2 separate regions of the Mus musculus genome follow, and region 1 is linked to region 2. Evidence: chromatin contacts called from public HiChIP or PLAC-seq data. All regions are on one chromosome and are shown on one strand. Each heading gives the region's core, a stretch centred on a gene start, on an enhancer-like site or on the middle of the called end of the contact. The rest is flanking DNA. Distances are from core to core; before and after follow the strand shown. Region 1 overlaps 2410017I17Rik (RIKEN cDNA 2410017I17 gene). Region 2 has its middle 21 kb from the start of Mir877.

Region 1 (6,701 bases), core at 3,474-5,973, 220 kb before region 2:
TCAAACCAGAGGCTGCTTTCTGCTCACAGCCTTGGGACCAAGGCAGAGAACAGCCAATAAGCAACTTCAGGCAGGGTATTGCCAAAACCAAGCTCTAAGGGTTGAACACGGACACCTCAGGAGAGTTTGGGGTAACCTGGACAAAGGGTCCAGATTCTATGTTGAAAGTGATGCGAAGGTGAGCAGCTCCTCCCAGGTAGCAGTGCTGTGAGCCTGGCCCAGCCCTGCACTGCACTCCTTACGTGCTCTGGGGACACCCTGATCTTCCGCTCCAGGGGAGATCTTTTCCCTGTAGAAGTTCAGCATTCAGGGAGCTCCGTGACTGTATGAATGAGGTGAGCTCAGACTCCACAGGATATTTTAAGGCTTGGAGTCAAAGTATTTTTCCAGCACAGCTAGGCAGAGTCCATGTACTGATAGCCTGTCTCCAGTTTGTTCTAATTTCTCACCATGTATTTGCAGATTCAGGACTGCAGACCTTTCCTAGATCATCATAATCACATCTAATGCCCATCCTAACTTACAATTCAAATTCTGTGCCTGGAAACTGTCCCTGTATTTAACGATAATACCTACAAATAAGCAACCCACTGTTACCACCTATGTGGTCACCAGACATTAACGATCTTCTGTAGACCAAGGCAATGTTTTTAACCATAATTGTCGTGCATCAAATTCACAGCCAGAATCCCCAAGATCATTTTTTTTTTGCACAATACAAATAATAACTTAAAACACACACACACACACACACACACACACACACTCACACTTCTCACAGAGCTGTGCTTGGGGAGACTCCACGTGTTGAGTGCCACTGAAGGCATTCTTTGCTAGACTGCTGTTCCAGGTACTTTGTCTGGAAAACCTATCGCAGTAGGGCACAGCTGTTTAGTAGATGAGCAGAAAAGAAAGATATGCTTGTGGCAACCAGAAAGTTTTAAGGTCTTTCAAGTTGTATAAAATGGACCTGCAGAAACATTTAAGTGTTCTCAGGGTGCAAAGTTGGAGCTGAAATGTGATGTCAAACCAGTTGCAAAAAGTGTACAGCAGCCATCTCTTGAGGTCACACCTGGTACCTACATAGGCAAGAAGGCTTCGGGATACATAGCTTGTTGGCCTTGTCCCGTATCGCCGCATGATCTGATCATGCGTGAATTTCACAAACAATTCATACTGTTCTGCGAGTTTGGTACTGAGGATCTGCTCATACTCCTCTCGGACTTTATCTTCATTGTCTTTTAAGAGCCGCTCACATATTATCCCCACTTGTCGAAGGGTAAAGTGGGCTGGTCCTTCTTCATCCAGAAAGCACCTGGAGAATTTGGTGCGGTAAGTGCCGAGGAGGAAGGCTGACTTTCTGAAGTACTTCTAAATGTCTCCATCTCTGGTAACGATTATATTCTTGTTTTATGTTCTGAAAAAAATTGCTCGGGAGTTGGAAGGCGACGCTCGCTGCCAGGCGGGGCAGGCTGCTGGAGGCTCGCCGGCGGCGTCTGGATCTGAAGCGGTGGCGGCTCGGCGTCCGGGGACCTGAGGCCCGGAGTGGGGCCCCGGCAGAGGGGCGCAGCATCGCCGCTTCGGGGAACCGGGGCTCAGCAGCGCCGCCTCGAACTCGCTGGGCCGCTTCAGTGCCGCCCCGCGCGCCATCCCGCGGAAGGGCCAGAGACCAGACGCAGACGGGGCAGCAAGGACGGCCCTGGATCCAACTCTTCAGCTACTGCTCCCAAGCCAAGCCGGCTCCAATGGTGCCTCCTGCAACCAGCAGCCGCGCTGGCCCCGCCTCCTGGCGATCCCTGAACTCTTAATTCTTTGAACATTATTTTGAATGACATGTTTCTCCTAATGTCCTCATCTGAGAGTGCACTGTTCCACAAATGAAGGCTACTGTTATTACACTGATTTTGTGTCCTTAAACAATAAGTGTTTCTTAGGTCCAGGAGTTTTCCTGGGACTCAACTGGGTCTTTATGTAAAGATTCCTCTTGTTTGGAACAATACATAATGTGGCTTTTTCCTTTCCTTGATTTAGCCCTTTTCTGTCTTTCTTTTGACTATTTCTGAAGCAAATGTGAAATTATCACTGTCTCAAAGGAGATACTGAAGAATCAGACATTCTTGCCTGATTCTGACTTGAGACAGAACTCAGGCTGTGTTTCCTTTGACACAGCTTTCCTCTCCCCCCACACAACTCCTCCTCCTCCTCCTCCTCTTCTTCTTTTTCTTCTCCTCTCTCTCTCTCTCTCTCTCTCTCTCTCTCTCTCTCTCTCTCTCTCTCACACACACATGGGAGGAAGAGAGTTCTCCTGGGACTCCTCACCCTTTATCAGGAAAGGGTCTCCCTTATCCCAGGTCTTATCATTTTTCAGGAAAGCTCAGAGTGTGTATCATGAGGGAAGGAAGGAAGAGCCTGAAATAATCAAGTCAGTTAACCTCCCATCTGCAGTCCTTGTGAGCCATGGCCTTGCTCAGGACCCATTCTCAGCCCACACACAAGCTCTTTGGAGTCTGACTCCAGTGAAGCTCAGTCTCTGGATCACCTGGTCAGGGAAGAGATCACTTTTTCTACTGCACACTTAAGAGTCTCTGACCATGGGCTGGTTAGCCCAGATCTAGAATTCTGCAAACATAACATTATCCACAACACTGTGTCTAAGCTACCGAGAACTTTCACCTCTACCACACCTGATTAAGTCCATTCTCAGGACAGTCTAAGCTACCGAGGACTTTCACCTCTACCACCTGATTAAGTCCATTCTCAGGACAGTTTTATGGACACTGATAGAGGCACTAGAAGAAAGAAAAATGCCTGACATTTCTAACTTTTGTCTCCAGACCCCCAAAGACAAAAGTGAGCATCATCCCAGACCTGAAGGTGATGTCATCCTGAGGTGCTGGGCCCTGGGCTTCTACCCTGCTGACATCACCCTGACCTGGCAGTTGAATGGGGAGGAGCTGACCCAGGACACGGAGCTTGTAGAGACCAGGACTGCAGGGGATGGAAACTTCCAGAAGTGGGCAGCTCTGGTGGTGCCTCCTGGAGAGGAGCAGAGATACACATGCCATGTGGACCATGTGAGGCTGCCTGAGACCCCCACCCTGAGATTGGGTAAGGAGGGTGTGGGTGCAGAGCTGGGGTCAGGGAAAGCTGGAACCTTCTATAAACCCTGGATAAGGTCAGGGTTGATGGCAGGAGACATGACCCTCTCTTTCCCTTCCTTGCCCTTTCCTTCCCAGAACCTCCTCAGTCCATCATCCTCATTAGAACCATTGTTGGTGCTGTCCTTGGGGCTGGAAAAGATGTGTCAGGGAGCAACCAGGCCTGGTGACCGTCCACCCAGCACAGAGCAACCAGGGCTGGTGACCCAGCAAAGCCTGCCCAGGGCACAGCTGTGCTCAACATCAAGCCTGACTTTCCTGGTATTCTTCCAGCCAAGTCTTCCCTGCTGCATTGCCTCCCCTGTTATCCACACACCGCTGCTGTCCCTAACTTCCACTGCCCACCTCACCATGACAACATGAAATACCTTCCTCCCCTCAGAGCTGCTCATCCTGCCCATGCTCAATCAAGCTTCGGCCTCCTTCACAGATGCCACCAGACCCCCAAAGTGGGGAGACAGCAACTCCTCAATGAACTCCTAGAGAGAAGTGCAAGCCACACAGGGTCAGACTCCTGGGAGCAAAGGACCATCATTTTGGGCAGTGATGTCTAATGATCTGCCAGGCAGTAGCCTCTGTGAGCCTTCTACCTTAGGTGGTGATGTCACAAGGTGCAGGAGATGTCCCCAAGGATTTCCTCTAGAACCAAGAACCAATAAGCTGGCCAATCAGGGAACAGTGCTTGCCACTGGTCCCCAGAACTCAAGGTGGAAGAAAGAAGAAAAGAGCCCACTCTTACAAGTTGTGACCTCTGGCCTCCATGAGCTTCAGATGTGCCTGTGAGAGCTTACATGAGCACACACACAAACAGTTCCCTGCAAACAAGAATGCACATACACAGAGGGCTATCATGCATGTATACACATACACACAAAGCTATAGTCCATGAACACACATACACATGTAGTTAAAGTGCATATACACACATATACACATAGCTATAGTACACACACATGTATACATAAATAACTATAGTTTTATTTTGCTTCTAAGCTATTAGTACCATGAAAAAGTTAAATGAAACAGACTAGCAACAAGGCAGTGGGTTGTAATCATGACTGTACACGGAGGTCAGTCCAACAGCGTTATGGTCTTCCTTCCATACCCAGGCCCTACCTGTGTCCAAGCATTGAGCAGCTGCTGGAAACTCTCCTCCCCTTTGCTGTCATCAGCAGCCCGCTCCTAAGGAAGACAAGAGCAGTCAGGAGCTTGGGAACCTTCACTGTTGCCAGCACTTCCCCTTCATTCCATGATGAGGACACTGCCAGGATCCAGGGGTAAAGCACTGAGCTCAGGCAGAGCTCACAAGCTGTAGGGACCCCGTGGGAGGAGCAGCTTTACCATCAGCACCCCGAGCATCATGTCATAGTTGTTGACCAGAAACCCAAGCTTCTCCTTCCTGGAGGAGAACTCTGCAGCCACTCAGAGGACAAAATTCTGCACCTCCACCTGCACAAGCCAAATGAAAGCAGCAGGTTAAAAAGCTAGGACACAGGTCCCCTCCCCCTGCTGGCAAGTCTGTCCCGCCTAGCCCCACCTGGAGCTGCTCCAGGAGCTGCAGAGTGCATTCCTCCATTCCTTGGGGATGGATCAGTCCAAGGAACTCCCAGAGCTTGCCGGACCCCCTGGGACCCAAGACCTGGGACCTACTTTCACTTTTAGTTTAGGGGATTTCTAGGAAGGAAGGGAGGGCTTGGCTGACCTTGAGGACCCACAGGCTCTCACTTGTTCCAGTGGATGTATAGCTGTGACATGGAGTCTGAGGGGAGCCTCCTCCAAGGGTACTGACCAGTTAAAATGGGGAGCAGGATCACATGACATCAACTGAGTACTTGAGGGACTGCTCACAGGCTGCAAACCCACTTGAGGAAGCAGAATTAACATCAGAATACAAACAGCACCAGGACAGCCCACAGCAGGACACTAAGCTTGTTTGCTGCACAGTCCCTCTGCTGTTAGACAGAGGAGCTAGTGAGCACTCCTTCAGGAGAGGCTGCATCCCCACACTCCTGTGACACCTCTGGCCCTGCCTGGGGAAAAGCAGGCACAGAGGACCACCATGTGAGAAGGGTTGGGAAGAAGAGGACTGGCACCTGAGCTCACACTCACAGCTTACCCAGCACATTCCACAGGAGCTGTGCAAATACACAAGGCTACAGGACAAAGATCTTATGGATAAATGTTTGCCTGCTCCAACAGGGACCCATGCATCCAGGGATCAAGATAACTTAGGGTTTCATATTCTGCTTCCAGGGCACCCTGTGTCCGCTCCTTCCATAGAGAAGGCTGGAAAATGGCTCAGGCTTTGTCAGGGAATCCAGACACCAGCTGCCATCACTGCATTCCCAGGATGATCTGAAGTCAATGAGCAAGAAGAGCACTTCCTTCTGTGTACCATATGATGGGGAGTCCGAACATTCTGAGATCTTTGATTAAGAATGGCCCCTGTAGACTCATATATTTCAAGATAGTCACCAGGCAGTGAGGCACTTTGAAAGGATTAGAATTGGGGGTTTGGCTTGATACAGGAAGTGTTTCACAGGGAAAAGTATTTGACATTTCAAAATCCCATGCCAGCCCAGTCTTGGTCTGTCTGATGCCCATAGATCAGGATGAGCTCCCAGCTACTGCTCCAGCCCCATTTCTGCCTGCCTGCTTGCTGCCCTGCTCCCCACCATGATGAGAAAGGACTAAGCCACTGACATTGTAAGCAAGCCCCGATTAAAGGCTTTCTATTTCAGAACTGCCTTGGTTGTAGTGGCTCTGCATAGTAATAGAACAGTGTCTAAGACTCATCCTATCATTTCCTAGTCTCTGTCATCTATGTCCCCATCCATCCATCAGTCACATCACCTAGAAGCAAGATGAACCCTAATGCTCATTAAGACCAGACCCAAGGCACCATTCCCGTCCCTCTGCTGATAATGAAAGGAAATAAAAATTGAGGCCTGTGATTCATGTAATTTATGTCAAATAGCCCAAAGAGTTGTTTGTGAGCTTTAAAGCCTGGGGCTGAGACTGAAAAAACAAACAAACAAACAAACAAACAAACAAACAAACAAAAAAACAAGCCCGGGCACGCTCAAGAGCATCCTGAAGCTAGGTCCCCCGGTTGTAAAGATAAGGGAAGGAATGCAGGAACTGGTTCTGACTATCTTGCCTGACTCATTGAAGATCCAGCAGCCTGGTGCCTCCTGCTCACCCCACTTTCCATAGAGAGCATAGTTGAAAGCTGAAACATTAACCAGATGCATTGTTGACTCAGAGAAGCCCCCTGCTTTAGAATTTGTGTACGCCCCGACCTGCATGTACTACGCTGCTGACTCATAATCATGTTGCTGATATTTGAATGGGCCAATCATGTGTAACCGCGCCAATTCTTCCTAGCCCCTAAACCCTACCCTATAAAAACCCGGAGTTTTTGAGTCTCGGGGTCGATTCCTCTGTCTCCTGCTTGAGATACGTATCGACCCGGAGCTCCACCATTAAAGCTACCTCATGCTCTTGCATCAAGGAAGTCTCTCGTGTTTCTTTGGGTAACCC
Region 2 (6,617 bases), core at 2,640-5,139:
CAGGTCTGGGTTCCTTGTTGCCCAGGTACTCTGTCTATCTATTCTCTGGCCTGTTCCTTTCTTTACGTTCCCCTACTACTGAGGCCAAAATCCTGCTTAAATTCCTCTCCTGTCTTCTTTTCCTCTTATTTTCCCTTGGGATACACCTTCTGTGCCTCCTTAACTAAATCTTGTAAAGCCATGGCATGTAATCTTTAAAAGCCATAGCAACCGTGGCTTGTTAACCCTCAGAGGTCAGGTTAAAAGGAGTATAGTATCTATAAGCTTCTATCAATCTTTCTAGAAAAACAGATGGGGGCTCTGTAAGGCCCTGCATCACTTCTCTTACCTTAGCCAAATTGGTGGGGCGTCTCATCGCTCCCTTTAGACTAGAGCCCGGCCAGTAAACTGTCAACCTCTCCTTACCTTGTGCCGTGTTGTAGTTCTAATCTGGCCGGTCCAGAGGGAACCCAGCATTCTAATTGTACAGATCAGCCGATGAGAAAGGTGAATATTGAAGGGTCTGCAGAGACTGCCTGTCTGTGGGCGGGTTACCCACAGCTCACAAAGGAAAAGGCAGAAGTGGTGTCAGGAGCTTCATCTGCTGGGGAACTCTGGGCTTGTCGGCTCCGGGTCCCAGCTGTAGGTCCTCGGTCCTCAGACTGTGCCTTTAGCAATCTCAGAGCCAGGTGCAGGGACTGCTTCTTAGGGCAGAAAGCGAGGGCACTGTGCTGACCCACTCGAGTGCATGGGAGCAGCCGGGGGAGGGCTCTGAGAGGCGTGGGGGAACCCATGGTTTGATTTATGGCAGTGAATTCTGAATGAGGTAAGGCTGTTGATCCAGGTGGGACCCAGGTCCACTCTGAAAAACAATGGCTTTAACTTCAAAGATAAGATTAAACCAAAAGTCCCTTCCAGTGACCATTTTACATTAAAAGTCGGCCACTCGGAGGCGCAGAAAGTCTGCCAAGGTCCCTTCTTAATTTCTACTGAAAGATTATGGGCCCTTGATCTAACTTCAGTCCAGTGGTCTAAAGTCAAACTTAGGGGGGTCGTTACAGTCCGTCCAGTACCACGGAAAACACAAAACAAACACAGAAAACACACATACACACACTGACAAATACCTGAAAACAGACACAAAAAACAAATACACACTGACAAATGCCTGAAAACAGACACAAAAAACAAACACACACTGACAGATGCCTGTTTTCCATCAAACAGACAAAACCAACTCAGAAATGCAGACGGTCGAGGGAGTACACTCCCCGCCTCAGACGGACTCCTAGAGTCCTTCCCCTCGCTCAGGGCTTCAGAAATACAGATGGTCGAGGGAGTACACTCCCCGCCTCAGACGGACTCCTAGAGTCCTTCCCCTCGCTCAGGGCTTCAGAAATACAGATGGTCGAGGGAGTACACTCCCCGCCTCAGACGGACTCCTAGAGTCCTTCCCCTCGCTCAGGGCTTCAGAAATACAGATGGTCGAGGGAGTACACTCCCCGCCTCAGATGGACTCCTAGAGTCCTTCCCCTCGCTCAGGGCGTCCCCCAGAGCGAGCAGCAGCTGGTGATTCCAGCACGTCTGCTGTTCACACTCAGTGCCTCATCCCGAGGCAAAGGTCTCTGTTTCTCACGAAACATCGCGGCTGCAAATTTCAGCACAGAACCTAGCCAGCTTACAGAAATATTTTTGGACAAAAAATTTCACCTCCAAGTGGGTCTTCGGAGACGTGGGTGGTCACGCTAATCCCGGACGAGCCCCCAAATGAAAGACTCCGAGAGGAGCCCCTCGCTCAGGCCTCAGGACAATAGCGGACACCCAAGAACTCACGACAGACCGAGCTTGTTGCAAACCACATGAGGCTTTATTCGGGGAAAGCCAGAGCTCTGGGGACGACTCATATCCCACGCAGGGGTAGAGGAGTCGTCCTCGAGGAGAAAGAGTTCCCAGTTTTTATAGGCACTCAGGGGGGAAAGGAGAAGGGGGAGATTAGGGGATTTCCAGATCTAAACAATGTCTATTCTCAAGAAATGGGTATGGGAGGGGTACAAGGAAAGAGTCTAATGAAGGTGCAGCAATGGGCACACACCTGGTCAGAACATTGGCAGACACACAGGTTCGAGGAGTGGCCAGAGCATTGTGCACCTCTATTTTTCTAAATCAGTGAAGCTAGTTCTGCTAACACTGACGTCTATCTTGCCAATTTCAGGGCTTCTGTGTCCTTTTACATTCTGCCAGGATCTTCAGCAGCAGGCATGGTAGGTACAATACTGGAGTCTTTGAAATCTACATTCTAGGGGCTGGAAGGATGGCTCGGAGGTTAAGAGCACTGACTGCTCTTCCAGAGGTCCTGAGTTCAATGGTGGCTCACAACCATCTGTAATGGGATCAGATGCCCTCTTCTGGTGTGTCTGAAGACAGCTACAGTGTGCTCATATAAATACATGTATTTTAAAAAAGAAAGGAAAGCAGCCAGGGCTACACAGAGAAACTCAGACAAGAAAGAAAGAAAGAAAGAAAGAAAGAAAGAAAGAAAGAAAGAAAGAGAGAAAGAGAGAGAGAGAAGGAAGAGAGAGAGAAAAGAGAAAGAGAAGCCGGGCATGGTGGTGCACGCCTTTAATCCCAGCACTTGGGAGGCAGAGACAAGTGGATTTCTGGATTCGAGGCCAGCCTGGTCTTCAAAGTGAGTTCCAGGACAGCCAGGGCTATACAGAGAAACCCTGTCTCAAAAAACAAAACAAAACAAAAACAAAAAAGAGAGAGAGAGAAAGGAAGAAAGAAAGAAAGAAAGAAAGAAAGAAAGAAAGGAAGGAAGGAAGGAAGGAAGGAAGAAAGAAAGAAAGAAAGAAAGAAAGAAAGAAAGAAAGAAAGAAAGAAAGGAAGGAAGGAAGAAAGGAAGAAAGGAAGAAAGGAAGAAAGGAAGAAAGGAAGGAAGAAAGGAAGAAACTACATCCTAGTCCAGACAACAGGAAAAGAGAAAAAGGTACTGGGCCCTTTAAAACCTTGAAGTCCACTCCCAGTGACATACTTATTCCAACAAGGCCACACCCCCTAATCCTTTAGACCTTTTAAATAGTTTTACTCCCTGGTGACTATGGAGGTCATTCTTATTCAAACCACATCTTTAGAAACTTTTTTTTTTTTGAATCCTGGTTTCTCTGTGTAGCCCTGACTATCCTGTAACTCACTCTGTAAAGCAGACTGGCCTTGAACTCAGATCAGAGATCCTCTCGCCTCCCTCTGCCTGGGATTGCTGGCCTTAAAGGTATTTATTTGCTGCCATCACCACTTGGCCTACAAACAAAAGTGTTTAAGCGGCTCAGTAGCACTGGAAGGTTTGTTACAAGGGCCAAGACTCGCTGGTGCTAATAGAGGAGTTTGCTCCTAGTCTCTGACAAACAAGGGGAGACAGGCATCGAAGGCAAGAAGGAATGGGAAGGAGTCCCTAAGAAGGGATCTCAAGACACTAAGTAGGTTTGTAGGTGCAGAACAGCTATCCAACTGGCAGGTTAGAAGACGGAAGGAGCCAGGTATGGCTGGGGGGGAGGGGGGGGAGTGAGCAGAGTCAAGAGCCACAGGACTTCATGGGGTGCTTGCCTGGGGGTTGAGATGGGATGCTAGAATGTTGGAGAACCTGGGTTGATCTAGTTTTCATCTGTACATCCACATGTATCTATTGGATGAGGGGAATGCACATCATGGTGTGTATCCAGGAAAGTCAGAGAACTTTCAGGAATCATCTCTCTCCTTCCACCACATGATCAACCTCTCAGGTCGCCAGGTCTGGCAGCAGGCACCTCACTCACTGAGCGAGCAACCTCACTGACCCTGGCTTCATCTTTGTGCTAGGTACTGGGTAAAGGGGAGAGGGGTAGAGCTGAGACAGATGCCAGGAAGCTCTTCTGTAAGGGAGGAGAGGTTTCACACATTTGCAAGTGAAAGGCACTCACAGTGGGTGGGAGCTCCTCAGAACCCTGAGACCTGAAAATATTTATTTGGAGAGTGTGTGTGTGTGTGTGTGTGTGTGTGTGTGTGTGTGTGTAGCCTTGGGTGCCCTGGAACTCATTCTGTAGACCAGTCTGGCCTTGAAGTTTGTCAAGCTGCAGCATCAGGCCAATGGCTAGCTGTCCTGAGCAGAGACAGCAGGACTTGGTAATAACTCTTTTTTTTTTTTTTTAATTTCAATTTAGTCTGAGTATGATTGACAACACCTTTAATCCAGCACTGGGGAGGGGACAGAGATAGGATCTCTGTAGGCTTGAGGCCAGTCTGGTCTGTATAGTGAGCTCCAGAACATTCAGGGTCACATAGAGAGATCTTAATAAACAAATAGATAACAAAATCCACCAAATTTTTTTCATTTTATTTATTTATTTTTGGTTTTTTGAGACAGGGTTTCTCTGTGTAGCCCTGGCTGGCCTCCAACTCAGAAATCTGCCTGCCTCTGCCTCCCAAGTGCTGGGATTAAAGGCATGCACCACCACTGACCGGCTCCATTTTATTTTCTATATGGGTATTTTACCTACATACATAGTTCTGCACCAGTTGGGTGCCCAGTGAGACCAGAAGAAGGTGGAATCCCTGGAACCAGAGATGGTGCTGGTTCCAGGACATGTGCCACCACTGCCCAACTACCCAGCTTTTTTTAATTTAAAAATTTCTCATTTTGGGTGCTGGCAAGATGGCTCAGAGGGTAAGAGCACTGACTGCTCTTCTGAAGGTCCTGAGTTCAAATCCCATCAACCACATGATGGCTCACAACCACCCTTAGTGAGATCTAATGCCCTTTTCTGTGGTGTCTGAAGACAGCTACAGTGCACTTAATGTAAAATAATGATAAATAAATCTTTACCTTTAGTCCCAGCACTTGGGAGGCAGAGGCAGGAGGATTTCTGAGTTTGAGGCCAGCCTGGTCTACAAAGTGAGTTCCAGGACAGCCAGGGCTATACAGAGAAACCCTGTCTCAAAAAACCTAAATAAATAAATAAATAAATAAAATATATATTTTTTTAATTCCCATTTTTGTTTATGTATCTGTATGTATGCACACGGGGGGAAGGTGCAAAGGCCAAAGAGGGCTTCAGATTCTCTATAGCTGTGAGCCATCTAATATGGGTGCTGAGAACTGATCTAGTCCTGTGAAAGAGAAGCAGGCACTCAACTCTGAGCTTCCTCAAAAGTTAAAACATAGGGAAAACATTGAGCTCTCTGTAAAGGGTCTTCTGCTTGTTGGAGACAAGAAAAAAGTTGAAGTGATGGGAGTCTTGAAGAAGTTAAGGAAAGCTGTGACCACAGGCAGTTTGGTCTCCCACAAGGTGGGCCTGTGTGTTTGTGAGGGCTGGATGGTTGCTGCCCCCATGTGGTCACTATTAGGAATAACAATGTCAAGATACCTGCAAACCCCTTAGATGGTTCTGGTGAACTTCACCCAGTCAGGGCCATCATCCCCTAGCTGCTTCCATCTTAGTTTGTGGAAAACCTTTTGGGGTGCCGCTTGGCAGGAGTATGACATTGGCCAAGGACAAGGAAGTAAGAATCTGTTTTTAGGGTAGAACAAAGAAGTAGGCTCAGATATCTTGATCATCCTTAGAAACAGCATCACCGGAGTGATCATGGGGCTTTGTGCTTATTGTCTTGCTTGTTCCTTGACTATTGTTGTTGTTAGTTCCTTTTGTACTGCTCGCCTTTAATACTTGCATGTAATTAAAATGGCATAAAAAGCAGATTGGGAAAATTAAATTTGCCTTCAGTCTCAGAATGGACTGAGGTCATGCGACAATGTTGTCTGTCTTTTTTCTTTTTAATCCTCACTCCTGCAGTAGAGAACCTGTTGACTGACTGAGCGAGCTTGGTCAGGTGGCTCCCCAACGTTGGAGCTCCAGTAAGCGGGATACAGTGATGGACATCGCAGAAACTGGAAGCACGTGCCAAAGAAAGTAAAGAGGATTTGGGCCAGCGGTGAATAAACCTTGTAGAAGGCCAGAGTAAAGGTAAAATATGTTTTGTGGGACTGGAGAGATGGCTCAGTGGTTAAGAGCTCCGACTGCTCTTCCAGAGGTCCTGAGTTCAAACCCAGCAACCACATGGTGGCTCACAACCATCTGTAATTAAATCAGACGCCCTCTTCTGGGGCTGTCTGAAGACAGCTACAGTGTACTTACATATATTAAATAAATTAATTTTAAAAATGTGATTTGTGTATGTGTTTAGAGCTATGCTAAAATCTAGAGAAGAGAAGGTAATTCTTATAGGTGCTTTCAGCCTTTGGACCCTGACTAGAGCTAGTTTACACCTGAGACACGAGAGACCGGGTTTGAGAAAAGCAGTCCTCTCCGACTATCTGGGGACGATTTGGCAAAAGAGAAGGAAAATGAACGTAAGCTGTTTCAGAACTCTTCGAGGGACAAGAGGAGGTCGGGAGACCTCCTGCCCCCTGAGACCGGGTTTGAGAAAAGCAGTCCTCTCCGACTATCTGGGGACGATTTGGCAAAAGAGAAGGAAAATGAACGTAAGCTGTTTCAGAACTCTTCGAGGGACAAGAGGAGGTCGGGAGACCTCCTGCCCCCTCTCTGGCTCCTACCGGAGGAATGCTTGGTTCTGGGTCTCTTAGGTAGGACATCTGGGTCCATTTAGGA

Evidence for each region. HiChIP or PLAC-seq counts read pairs in DNA pulled down with a chosen protein or histone mark.
Region 1: a contact with region 2 is called in an H3K27ac HiChIP or PLAC-seq map of embryonic stem cells, with 5 read pairs. The contact joins two enhancer-like sites. A contact is called at or near these places in 1 of 39 promoter capture datasets (embryonic stem cells), 3 of 115 datasets of contacts at active chromatin or transcription factors (all in embryonic stem cells) and 3 of 9 other capture datasets (adipose tissue, liver and pancreatic islet).

Annotation. Positions count from the first base shown.
Region 1 is chr17:36,152,938-36,159,638 of GRCm38.p6, reverse strand. It overlaps 2410017I17Rik (RIKEN cDNA 2410017I17 gene), which reads right to left. Exons shown (of 4, transcript NR_033517.1): 2 at 4,275-4,340. It also overlaps a transcript of Gm8909 not described here and the pseudogene Gm6659. Among named protein-coding and RNA genes, the nearest start is that of Gm10499, 10 kb to the right of the region's middle. Within about 2 kb of position 4,723, at least 12 of the 459 cell types and tissues checked have an H3K27ac peak or open chromatin away from gene starts, as enhancers often do. A contact at or near this core is called in embryonic stem cells, where this site is marked.
Region 2 is chr17:35,936,618-35,943,234 of GRCm38.p6, reverse strand. No RefSeq gene overlaps it. Among named protein-coding and RNA genes, the nearest start is that of Mir877, 21 kb to the left of the region's middle. Within about 2 kb of position 3,889, at least 11 of the 459 cell types and tissues checked have an H3K27ac peak or open chromatin away from gene starts, as enhancers often do. A contact at or near this core is called in embryonic stem cells, where this site is marked.